2 separate regions of the Anser cygnoides genome follow, and region 1 is linked to region 2. Evidence: chromatin contacts called from public Hi-C data. All regions are on one chromosome and are shown on one strand. Each heading gives the region's core, a stretch centred on a gene start, on an enhancer-like site or on the middle of the called end of the contact. The rest is flanking DNA. Distances are from core to core; before and after follow the strand shown.

What was found. A called contact is a pair of places that touch in the nucleus more often than the background predicts.
Region 1: a contact with region 2 is called in a Hi-C map of liver, with 2.5 times the contacts expected there. The contact joins two enhancer-like sites. A contact is called at or near these places in 2 of 7 Hi-C or Micro-C datasets (granulosa cells and liver).

Annotation. Positions count from the first base shown.
Region 1 is chr2:124,951,411-124,957,924 of Taihu_goose_T2T_genome, forward strand. No RefSeq gene overlaps it. Among named protein-coding and RNA genes, the nearest start is that of CLVS1, 120 kb to the right of the region's middle. Within about 2 kb of position 4,036, at least 1 of the 3 cell types and tissues checked has open chromatin away from gene starts, as enhancers often do.
Region 2 is chr2:124,733,636-124,739,970 of Taihu_goose_T2T_genome, forward strand. The region is part of intron 6 of RAB2A (RAB2A, member RAS oncogene family); the gene reads left to right. Among named protein-coding and RNA genes, the nearest start is that of CHD7, 23 kb to the right of the region's middle. Within about 2 kb of position 4,031, at least 1 of the 3 cell types and tissues checked has open chromatin away from gene starts, as enhancers often do.

The sequences.
Region 1 (6,514 bases), core at 2,786-5,285, 220 kb after region 2:
AGGACTGCCCTGAATATTTTGTAGGCATTTACATCCTTGCCAAGAAACCTCTACCAAATCAGGGGGTTAGGTTTCTGCACCCACAGTTTGTAACCAGGGATGCATTCTCTTAATCCTGCTCATTCTGTCTTTCACCTCAAATCTGTTCGTAAACCAAGTCCAAAATGCTGAGGAGGGACACAGAACAGGAATAAGCAAAGCTGTACAGATCCAGTCCATTTACCCAGCAGTTGCCAGCACCGTAAACAGAACTGGCTGTCATACATTCTGGCACCAAAGGACGGAGTGAGGAACATATCTGGATGCAATAACTTTCTGTAACTTCAGCAAATAAAGAAGGGCTGACTAATAGCAGGAGCCTCTCCTACAGTTCGCTTACTGTGTGAAATAGTCCTGAGACACCCTCAGCAGACGAGAATGCACAGCGACTGCTTTGATTTATGGAAGAATGTTTTTCCTAATATTTTTTCTAAGATTTTTTTTTTCTCAACTATGTAATGTGACTCTGATGATGGTCACTCTGTATTTTTAAAGGAGACACTCTGTGTATGCTTTTTAAGACCTTTTTCGAAGGGGGACAGAGGGTTGCATATTTTTTAACTCCAAAACCCAGATGTTCTTTAACAGAGAAAAATAGAATAACATACATTAATAGCTTGGAAAACAATGGCAATATTTAATTAACCTTTAGAAATGGCTAATCTGTGAATCTGCACGTGTCAGCTCATCTTTAGAACAGAGTGACTGAGTGTGCCTTTGCCAAAATCAACATGCTTGTTCTGTGGATTTCTTCCACTGGGGATTCACATGAAGAACAAAAAAAAGGAGGAAAAAAAATAATAACTTTTTTTCAGTTGTTTGACTTGAAGCGTTCATGTGATCCAGATGACCTCGTCAGGGTTTATGGAGCCTGGTGTGCCACAGATCTAAGATCTGCATGTTCAAGGCTTGGCTCTTAGCCCTCAGTCGTTGGACCAGACAGTCCGCAGGTCTTGTGGGACCATTAAAAGCTTTGGTTTAGCAGTGGTGCTGTTACCTCTTCATCACTGACTTTCTCTGTCTCTCTCCCGTTAGCTTGGCTGCCATCAGAGCTTACCTTCAGCAGACCCTCTACCTGCCAAATCCTCTCATTTTCCAGCCCCTCAAGTAGAAATTCAGAACACAGGAGGGAAAAGGGGTTGCTGAACGTTTGGCTCCTTTCAGAGCTCCCTGTTTTCTATCTGATAGGAGTGCCCTGCTAAAATGGACTGGAATTTATCCCTCCTCCAGCTGGCTCTGAGGCTGCAAGGTGCAGGCAGATCGCAGAGTTTCTCAGCATGCAGGAGAGGTATCTGAAGCATAAGGCTCGTGGTGCATAAGGGAGGAGTGGCAAGTACACCAGAAGGTGAAGAGATGGCTGGAAGCAACACTAATGCCCCTCCATCTGGAAAGATGAGTGCTGTTTAGTACGTCTGGAAAGCATTATTTCTGCAAATAGCTCAACCTCTTTCAGCTTAGAGGCAGGGATCCCAGCCTGCTGCCAAGCTTAGATCTCCCTGATGGCAATGTGGTAGGGGAGATGGTGAACAAGTGTACTAATGGCATAAAGCAGGAAAAAACAGCATCCAATACATCAGCTTAAGGTACATCAGGCATCTGCCCTTCTCCCAGAAGGCTGCCTGTGACTTCAAATTGCATTAAGACACACTTGTGTTTTATATCACGGGATCAACCCATATGATAAAAGTTTAATTGGGTGGGTGTGAAGGGGAATTTAGAAGTCGCTCAACTGATTGTTCTCAGTGATTTAGCTTTGCAAGGGCAGTACGGGAAAGGATCAGCTCTAATCCAATAGTGCCCCTGAATTTCTGTTTGAATTGCAGCCTTGAAAAGATCCAGCTTTATGTGAAGCTCATCCGAAAACACTGAGAGGTGCGAGTTCATGTGGGTTCAGAATGAATGCCTCATGCAAGTTTGTTAAAACCTTAAGTCAAATTCAGAAACCAGAGGGGATCGCTCAGCAAACCTCATCACACCTTGGGCTTGTGTAGCAAAAGCAAAAGCATTATATATGGTTTTCTTCTAATTTTTTTTTTTTTTTTGCACAGATAGAGATGTACATGCAAGTTCCAATAAAACATTTTTCTAGCTATATGGTTAAAAAACATTCAAAGTGAGCAGTCTAAAAAATCTAACAAAACTGCCCTCCATGTGTGAATTTCAAGCAGGACAATCTCCAAACTCCTCATCAGAGTACAGCCTGTTTTCTAATGATATATGTTCATGATCAATGTGGGATGCTGTACGTGGTAATGAACAAGTTGTAATGCAGCTGACGTGTAAGGGTCTTGTGTGTATTCTCAGGGGTCGCTGTTGACCAGCCATCTGATATGTGCCAAGCTGAGATGAGAAACACTGTGCAAAGCTCAGGAACAATTTCTGGAAAACATTGCTTCTGTTTCTTTACAGCAGATTTGCACTTGCAATTTTTATTTATTTCTTTTGTTTCATTATTGTTGTTCCAAGAAATTCAATAGACATTCTCATTTGAAAACATATTTTCTAAATGTATTTTAAAACCATTGCTGTCCTGGATTGGGCTCCAGACATTTTTAGGAAAACAATCGCTTCTCAGACTGGAAAATAAAAGCATAAACCCTGTTTTTAAGCAGTTCCAGGACATCTTTGCTACTGTTGTCATGGTTTTGTACATCTTTTCACAGCCTTGTGGATATTTGCCTAAAAATTTCTTTAAGGTGTTTCATTCCATATTTGTCATCTGCAATGAATGTGAGCCTAAATCATTTGTTGAAGTTTGTGCAGCTTGAAGGACTCCCCATAACTCATACACTTAAGTGTATGGAAGACATTGCAGGTCAGGGCTGACTTTTTTTTTTCTTTTTAAGAGGCTTCACAATGAGTTTAAACATTGGTTGTAGTGATTTAAGATAACTGTATACACAAACTTGTGCATTCACTGGTAGTACTCCACAGTTTTTAACGGAAAAAATCAAAATGTAAGGAATGAATTTCTAGCAATATCATCATCAACAAAATCTTAATAAGCCCATTTTTCCTGCTTTAAAAAATGAGCTTACTTTTCTTTTGACATTCTCTAGGTGTTTTCTACAGTTTTTACCAACATTGTTTCAAAACTATTTGCTTATCATATTTATTTTTTTTTCCTAGCAAGAGTAAAAATCTCCATAAGGATTTGTTTGTTTTTGTTTTGTTTTCTGTGAAAAGTAAGAAGTCTGTGAGCGTTCTGGTAAAATATGATAGAAAATTACAAATAATAAAGAAAAATGACTGACGCATTTTGTGAAGAATTGTTTTTGGATAAAAGGGGTTCTTTTCAAGTAAAAAGGCATGTTGTGCAAAAAATTCAATTAGTTCTAGTTTCAAGATCCCTATGGGCCATATCCTGAATAGTTATTGAGACAAAGCTCCCATTGAAGTCACTGGGCATACTTCCTGATTAAAGCCTTCAGGACTAGGTCAACTGGGAGTTTTGCCTGAGTAAGCACTTCAGGATTCGAGTGTAAACACAGCCATTGGGGAATAAATGGGTTAATACAGCAGCCTAATACATTCTCTGCATTCGTAAGCTTTGCTTCATGGAAGGGACGTGGATCCCTCTTCCTCGTGAGGATGGCAGACATTTTATTTTCCTTAACCCACTACCCTTTCCAAAGCAGTGGTGTCTGGTCATAGCCTTTCCCCCCGCCCCTCTCTCTCTCGCCAGCGAGAACGAGCCCCCCCCCCCATGTCAGCAGAAAGACCAAACCACTTTTTTAATCCAGTACCAAGGGAGGAATCCCCCTGCCCCCTCCCAGCCAGCCCCATTCCCCCATCCAGGCTGAGTTAGTCATGTCTGACTTCTCCTATTCACATTATGGCTACCCTTGTTGCTTTTTGGGTTTTGTTTTGCTTCCTTACTGTTGTTGTTTTTCAGCCAAAGCTGTCATTTATCATGAGAACAAGAGCAGCCATGTGTTGATTTTTCTGGATTCCTTTTGGACAGTGTCCCAGTGCTAATGAAGGCCCTTCCAAAGTGCTAAAGAGCTGGTGCCAAAATCAGTTACAGTGAAAACAATAGGGGAGTGGTGCACAGACAGCACATCTAGTGTGTGTGTGCGTGCATGCGTGTGTGAGCGGAGGGAGCACTTACAATTGTGATTTCGGTCCCCCCTCCCTGAAGGATAATAAATTCTACTGAACTGAGGGGCTCAGATTCCCATTTGCTCAGAGGCTGAGGCACATTAGAAATAAAAGCCAGTGGAAAAATAGATGGTGGATGTTCACACATTATGTCCTGTCTGGTCTGGATAATAACACAAAAATCAATGTTGTACGTAAGCTCTGACAATGATGATGGAGCTTCTGCAAGACTTCCAGGGCCTTGAAATTCAGGGCTTTATCTCTGCTCACGAGTCATTTACCTAAAAACTTTTCTTAAGAGCTCCTGAATATTGATATATATATATTTAATACACTTTTTAAAACCCGAACTACTCTGCTCCTCAGGCTTTACAGCCTGCCACGGTTATGACGCGTGCTAAGCCTCACGGTACGAAGCAGCAGGACAGGATGGATGCACACTTTTGCTGAGGGCATGAAGGTGAGGCTGGCACATGCCACAGGCCTCCCACCACCACAGCAGCCCAAAAACCCCAGCGAGGGTCCAGCCACCAAGCTGCAGACCGCACCGATCGCTGCAACTTGGAGAATTTTCACCTCGTAGGAAGCGCGCGGTGACGGCGCTTTCCTGTTATGATTCATCTCGGAGGGATTTATGCGTTTTATGAATCAAAACACTGCGATTTCGCAGCTCGGCGAGCGCTTTTTTCCCCAGCCCAGCTTCTGGCCTTGTGCTCCATCTACCGGCTGGCAGCCCCGCAGCCACCGAGAGCAGATACCTGCCTACCTGTGCGGCCTTGGGCACGGGGAGCCGGCCACTCGTGTTGCCTTGCTGCAGCACCCGTTGTGCTTTATTAAACCCCAAGTGATTTAATCAAAGTGGTGTTTGCCCAACACATCCAGGAAGCGATACTTTCATTACCAGATGCCAATCTTTCTTGCTTGCGTTTTGGTGGTGAGCAAGCCGGTTAGCGTTCGGGGGCAGATGCAAGTGATTTGAAAAGGCCTTTCTGTGGTAATACCTACTAATATTGCTGCTAATTTTGAGTTTTGTTCCAGAATAGACAAATATCTAGGATTTCAATAGAATAGGACTCATCTGGCGAGTGATTTAATCTACAAATCAGTTCCATTTGCATTCACTATGTATATACTTCAGTAAATAAAAAATTACCGCTAATTTACAATGTTTAATTTTAGATCTTCATTTAAAACGCAGTGTTACTGTACCTACGTACTTACTTTTAACGGTTATTGTCTTTATAGACGTTGCCTTCTGCAAGATCTAGGAGATCCCAGAGATCCTTAGGCCAGAAGGCTCCATTATGCTCATCTGGTCTGACCTCTTGCATTGCACAGGGCATACAATTTCACACTGGGATTTCTTCATCTACGCAAGTTACTTGCAGCTGAGCTAAATCATAGCTTACAGAAAGACAGTCAAAATGCATACAGCCCTGTGTAGCACTCCTAAATCCATACTTCAGATTTCCTTTGAAACCTAGTACCCAATTAGAAGTTTCCATCCCTGCTCCCCCCTCACTATCAGAAGACTCCCTTATCCCCTCCTTGACTGCACTAAGCTATTTTAGATGTAACTTTTATGTATGTAGATGTTTCAGGAGAGCTCTGATTTATCAGCAGTCTCCTCTTCTTTCACCCTCTTATTCAAACATTTCAACAGAGCAACAGATGGTCCTTGCGGGCCATTTGCTGTGATTGGAATTGTACCGTCCCAAAGAAGGGCTGCTTTCTTAGAGCTAAAAGTGAGTCTAAGTTTTCTTAACCAGTAAGAATCTCAAATGATGCCTCAATCTTCCTTGCTACAAAAGAAAACACGCTTCCCAACAGTTGAAGGGTGAAATCTGCAAACTTTAAAAATCATCTCTCAGCATATAGACTATCATACCCTTATAGTCACAGAGAAGGGAGATTTTGAAGGTACAACAGAGAAAATTCCTAATTTTTGTCCCTGTAGCTTTGGATCCTGAACTTAGAATGACAGAAATGATTCATTTGAAAGTATCCCCGCTTCTCATTATTTATTGATATCATTGGCACATTTAAGCATTTGTAGGGTCTAGTTTCAATTTTGTACCATACTGATGCATCTTAGAAGAGCAGGAATTACATGAGCCAAAAGCTTTATATCTTAGTACAGAAAAGGACTGGAATAAAAAAAGCTCTCTAATAGACTTTTAATCATCTCTTTGAATTTTGCAAACCTTTCCATGTTATGGACTAACACAAAATATATCTGAGGGTCTAAGTAAAGTGTATAATTGTACATGAAATTCTTTGAATCAGCTCTTCTAGATGGGATATAATTCTGCTTGCCTACAGAACACTGTTACAATTCTGTAGACCTAAAGGTATGCAGTTGATATTCCTTATC
Region 2 (6,335 bases), core at 2,781-5,280:
TCAGAGCTTCTGTGGAGGCGTATAAGAATTCAGTGTGGCTGCAGAGTTAAATCATCACGTTTAATGTGGAATGTGATGAGGAGAGTTTCTGAATCACTAGGAGGGTAAAAGGACTGGGAGGGGGGGTTATTTGGCTATCATTTGGCTGCTGCCACAAGACCAGTTACGCTGCCTCTTCAGCCATATCATGCTTGTAGAAAGAGTTTTTTGTTGTTATCAACTTCCCTTTAGCTTCTGTCTAAAGCCATCAAAATAGATAGCCTACTATCAACAGCCAACTGATTTTTTTTGCATTTTTCTTCAGTGCTTTCCGAGCTGCGTCAACATCAGTTGGTTTTCTACCTTGTATTAAAACTACATGTAATACTGAAGACTTTTTTCTCTCATTTGCAAGAGACATTAACAACTATATCACACCTTTCATTGGTGGTTCAACAACAGTATATGACTGTTAGTTGTAGTCTTATCTGAAATGCGTGGTTCAGAGCTTGCTGTGTGGTTTCTGCTTGGGCAGTGTCTAACATGTGCATGGGTAGAATAGGGTCATCTGCATGAACTGTAAGGTCTTCTACAGCACTCAGTAGTTATCTTTGCATCCCTGGAATATCGTTTGTTTGAATCCATTTACAGGTATTGATTGTAAAGAAGTAAAGATGCCTAGCTGTATTTGGAAAGCTGTAGTAACTTCGTGCCTTCCTCTTGTGCTCCATAGTGCTAGTTCAATAGTGACTAATACGATCAACCTTAAGCAAAAGAGTTTTCTGGATACTGGTCAGACCAGCACCAGACACCACCACTGTTCAGAAGCTGATCTTACCGAGCTCTACTAGCGTGTCACTGACTCCTGGTGTGGCAGTTGCTTTCAGTCAGTTGTTCCCCATACGGATGGGATTATATAGCCCTATGCCAAGCTTTCGTTTTAGACTACTGTCTTTGTTGTTCCAAGTTGTCTGCACATAAATAGAATGCATTAATGCATTCATTGTTCAGGATTAAATCTGAATGGACTAACCGTTTCAACCCAGCGTTTGAGTACCTCTGCTACATACAGCTGGATGGTCAATCGACAGTTCTGTTTCACTTGTAACTTAATTTTCTCTTCAGGCAGTTTTTTTCATACTTCTGTTGAATCAGAAAGTGGAGACTCAAAATCCCAGTAGTTTCAACAGGCATACTGCTCAGTCACAGATAACAGAAGGATGATGGACTTGGTAATACCCTAAAGGACAAAAATGAAAATCCCACAGAAAGATGAGATTCTTACCAGTTCCAAATTGGAACTCATATTTTCTAGAATTTGTTTTTTCCTTTCCTTTTACCCTTTTTAAATATGGCTAAGTGCTGGTACGCAAACAGCTGCTTGACCTGGTGATCTATTTATTTAGCAAGGATTTAGTTGGTAAAACTTGAAACTTCAAGGTGTTAGTAGCTTTACTATTAAAGTGACATAAGATGTAATTTGACTAGAGCTTTGAGAACAGTAGAATTTCTTGTATGTGAAAGGTGTGTGTTTTTTTAATTTTATTTGGTTTGTCTTAAGTTGTATCAAAACCAGGATTCTTTCAGGTTCATGGAAATCAAAGCTCTGTGACCCTTCAGCTGTGTGAAGTTAGGCTCTTCAGCCATTTTCTCCCATGAGAAAGTAGAGGTGTCAGTTCATCTGTAGGAGAGAGAAGGGGCAGGACACCTGACTTCAGTGAAGATTCACAACTTTTATCTCCTTGTGGGAAGTCCTTGGGCAGCGCCCCAACTGTGCTGCAAGGAACAGTGACTCTGCCATGGTTCTTGGGACTTCTGGGCATCCTGAGGTGTAATCATAATAAAATTCTCAGTTAAGGGTTCCAGGCTCTCAATAACAGCATGAAAAGTATCATATGGCTGTCTGCCTGAGCCATAGATTTTGCTCTATAAGTAGTTCCTTAGTTACGTGTTTATCGTTTTCTCAGGTGCTCCATCTCTTGTAACTGTTCAGCAGCAGCTGCAGTACTTCTTGAGAAGCTTCAAGCTAGTAATGTGCTTCTTTCCAATAAGCTTGTCAAAGACAGCACAAGCCAATTGCTGTCAAGTTCTGTTTTGGGCCTGTGCGCCTTTCCTTTAAATGTAGAGCCACAAATGTGTAAGGGCACTTCTTGGGGTGTGGGTTCGTTATATAGCACTTCCCTGCTGCTTAATAACTAACCCCTCTGAAAGCCCTTCGGTGACCTGGGTTTCTTTCTGAAGGATCATTTAATTGTAAAAAGTATTGTCTTACTGCGCATAAAACAGCTGCTCAGAGCTTTAGGATCTCCCTCCGTAAGTGACCATCCGGCACCACTTACACTCTGGGCTGTTGAATGCCCTACTGAGTAAACCCGTTTGTGGTCCGTGTCATTACTGTTTCCAAATGCATATTTTACTAGAGTCATGAACTAATCTTAACTGCTGAAGCATAGGAAATTGGGAGGAGGACAAACTTCTAGGTGTTGGCTGACCACAGAGGTGAAGGCCATGCTTCAGAATTTGAGATATGTTACAGTTAAGTGTCCTTGATTTAAGTGTAGGAAAGCGTTCGGAAATAATGAACTCAAACCAATTTGTATTTCAGAGCACTAAATTTAATATAGCCACCAGAGGGCAGCATGTTACATGAACTGGAAATGCAGATTATGATATATTTTGATTTTAAGTGAAGATGGACTTCTAAAATCTGAGTTTTGAAAAGTATTGGTGATTCATTTACAAGTTTTTGTTATGCTCAGCTTGGAGCTAAGTCATCAAATACTCATCACGGCAATAGCTGTAGTGTCTGCAAGACATTATTTGCACATTTTGTCACATCTGCCAAATCTAAATATAGTTGTTCTATAGCTTATGTTCTGGTGCCTTTAGCTTATTATTACTCCTACATACAACTTGCATATGACAGGTAACAGGAGCTTACTCCATTACTTCCTGCATTATTTTTTTTACTAGTAACAGAATTCATTCTTCCTTGTTTTGTCTCAAGGGCAGTAAACCTACGTTGTTTACTTTGATAAAATAGATGTCAAATTGCTTTTGTTTTATAGTCGGGGGTTTTAGGATTAATTTATCTTAAATGCAGCATCTGTGATTTTCGGTTGTTGTTCTTTTGGGTTTGCTTGTTTGTTTTCTGAGGTGGACATTTTGAGACTTTGTGATTTCCATAAAGCAACGTGACCTAGGAAACCCCTTATGTAAATATCTGAAGTGAAATTTTACTCAGATATTGTGACTCAAAACCCTCCTTCGTTTGCTTTGCACTAGGTGCAGGTGTGACACAACAGGCAGATCGCATCTTACAAGACTTAGTTTCCCTGTTTGCCCAGTAGTGTCATTTTCCTCAGCAGGGTGTTACCGTTATCAGTGTTGGCAAACCTAGTTATAAGGTGAACACAATAGAAAAATGTGATACTGAAAGAAATCACTAAATCACTGAACAACTTTTGTAGATTTTTTTTTTTAAGTGCTGTGGTATAGATAAATTCAGTAGTCTCAAGCATGAAAGCATCAGTATCTTGTGATTTAGGAAGATTAAAACCAGGAGTTAAACATATGTTTAACACATACATAAAAATATGTAGACATATTCCTAAAGATGCAGTGATTTCTTTAATTTTCCTCAAACGTAGCCTAGAATCTTTGTGTTTGGAAGTCTACTCATAAAAGGAAGAGAGGTTTTTGCAGACTGAGTATATTAATGTAGGAACTGTGTAGCAGGGGCTTGCCATCTTTCGGGTGACTGCATGTAAAGCCAGGCAGAACCTAGTGCTGCCTGTCTGGAGCCGGTGAGAATAAACTGGGATGGACCTGAGTTGGTCGGGGGTGGAGAGGCTTGAGTGTCTTTGTGTTGTGGTTTAACAGCAGCAGCGTTACCGGGATCTACAGGGCAACTGCAGCAGGCTTGGTAGGCAGCCAGCCTGGGTCCGTGTGGGCTTGCTGGTTGAAGTCTTGTGTTGTGTGGAAGTGGCCGAGCTGCACCTGGATCCAAGTTGGCATGTGAAGTGCTACAGCTGTGTTCTTGCAGTCCCCTGCACGTGGTCTAATAAATGCAAACTGGATTTGAGGGGAAGCAGCTCTGTCTCTTTGCATCCGTGGCTCAGTTAATCTGCAAACAGGATAAACTGCCCATAAATAATTGAGAGTTTATAGTATACTGCGTGTTCCAGATAAGAGTTAGAACATGCAGTATGAAAAGAAATTTTTAGAAGAAGCCAATTACACAGGGTTCACCTTCTTGTCCTTGCTAATTGGGGCACTAGCATACAATGCCAAAATCTGATATGATATTCTTAAAGTGACTAGAGTGCTGTTTTTAGTAAGGTTCTCAGGTGGGTATTTTCGGTCCACTTACACTTTGAGGCATAAGCTAACTTAAAATATATGGATGCAAGAAACAGATGGAAGTCTTTAGGGATGCAAGTCTCTTTTCATTGCTGAATAGTAGTAATTTTTCAGAGTCTGTACTAACTGAAGACGTATATTTTTTAGATGCTAAATTCTCGTGAAACCAGTGTTTTCAAATAGGGATTATTTATATGTGACCCAGTATAGCCTGGCACTTTGCCATGCAGAATACCTGTATGTACTGTTCTAACACTGATATTCAGTGTACCAGAGTCATGGCAGAAATTTGGTAATCAGATTATATCTTCTGTAGACAAATGAAATTGTAGAACTGAGGTGAATTGGAATATTTTGATTTTTCAGATCAAGATTTTCTCAGGAAATGTATTTAGTGTTAAAATACACCGTTTGTACTGAAGTCAGCATGCTTTTATGCTTTGTACAGTACATATGTAATAACTCTGTTGAATATGGGGTGCATTTTCACATTTTTGTGAGTATAGATGCATTCTCATGGCAATCTCTTCCTGAATGTAGCATCCAGAAGATACTTTGTACTCAGTTTGGAGTTGGTAGTCTGGCAAAATTCTAGGTGGTTGGTCTAAAGTAATTTTTATAGATGTAATTTAATTCTCATGAAATTAATTCCAAGAGCCTAAGTGTACTTAGCCAGCTCTAGTTCTAGAATTGTTAGAAGTGCCAATTGTTAAGTGCTTGTTTACATGAAGTTATCATAACACGTTTTTAAGACTTCAAGTTCTGCTTAGTGTCCTACTTAAATGGGAATGAGCAAGCATCCTCACAGATCCCAGCTGTGACTTTCCAAAGTTTTTGGCTTATACCTTTCAACAGGCCCACGTATGAGCCTGTTACAATAATTAGTGTGTTATCAGAAACCAAGATAAGTTTGAATGCTTTTTCTTGTATTGAAAACTTCAATTTCTGAGGAATTTGAATCAATTCATAGTTGGCTGCAAGCCAATTTTTCTCCTCAACTCTAACGCATGTTTGAAAAACGAACTCACTTCCTAAGTGCCTTGTGAATCTGCAATGATTAATTCTTCTCATTATTTTGCTGCAAATTCTCATGACCCTCTGTGATGATTCGATCACCCACTTAGAGTTTATGCATATTCATATCTTCCTGCTCCTGCTGCAGTCGTTCAAGTCTCCTTCACTGGCTGTGGTGTGTGCTTGGTGCAGTAATTGAGCTGCAGTAGATTGATTACTCTGGGGAGCTGTAAGGCCTTTAAAGGTGAAAACATATCAGTCCTGTTAATTAGGAAACAAAGCTCTGGTGGCAAGTTCAGCAGTCAAATGCTTCCAGTGTAGAAATGAGGAAAGGTATGATTTGTTCCTCTCCATGAACCCTGTTTACTTTTTTATATTTGAATTAGATCTGTATTTGCTGTAACGGGCTAGTGCAGAAGATAGCATATCTTGTATGATTGTGTGCTGATGGTATTTTAAAATAAAAAGAGCCATATATTTGATTATTGCTTGTAATTATTAGCTGCTGTTAATCACCTCTTAAATTATACATTGTCTTAGGCATTGTTTGACCTATGAAGTTAAACGAGAGATGAAAAATGGAATCAGTGATTGTGAACTTTAACCAAAAATATTTATTTATACCACTCACTCTTTCAGATGTAGCATCAAAAAGTCTTTTCTCAGAATTAATACAATTTGAGAAATCATAATAAAATCTGGAGTATTTCTTTTCTACCATTAAGATGTCTGTTGCCCATCATGTGCAAGATTAATTAAAGAGAATACATTCTTAAAATTAGGTGAATATTAAATGATAGCATAAGGTTTCATCCAGCAGACAGCATCCTTACATCATCATTGTAAGTACCCTGTGGTTTTATGTTGCTAAGCACTCTAATCTAGAGTGGCCTATTACAAAGATATTAAGGGTAGGGGAAACCATCTGCCACACAATCTATCCATAAGGGTCAGAAATAAATAATTTAAAAGTAATTTAT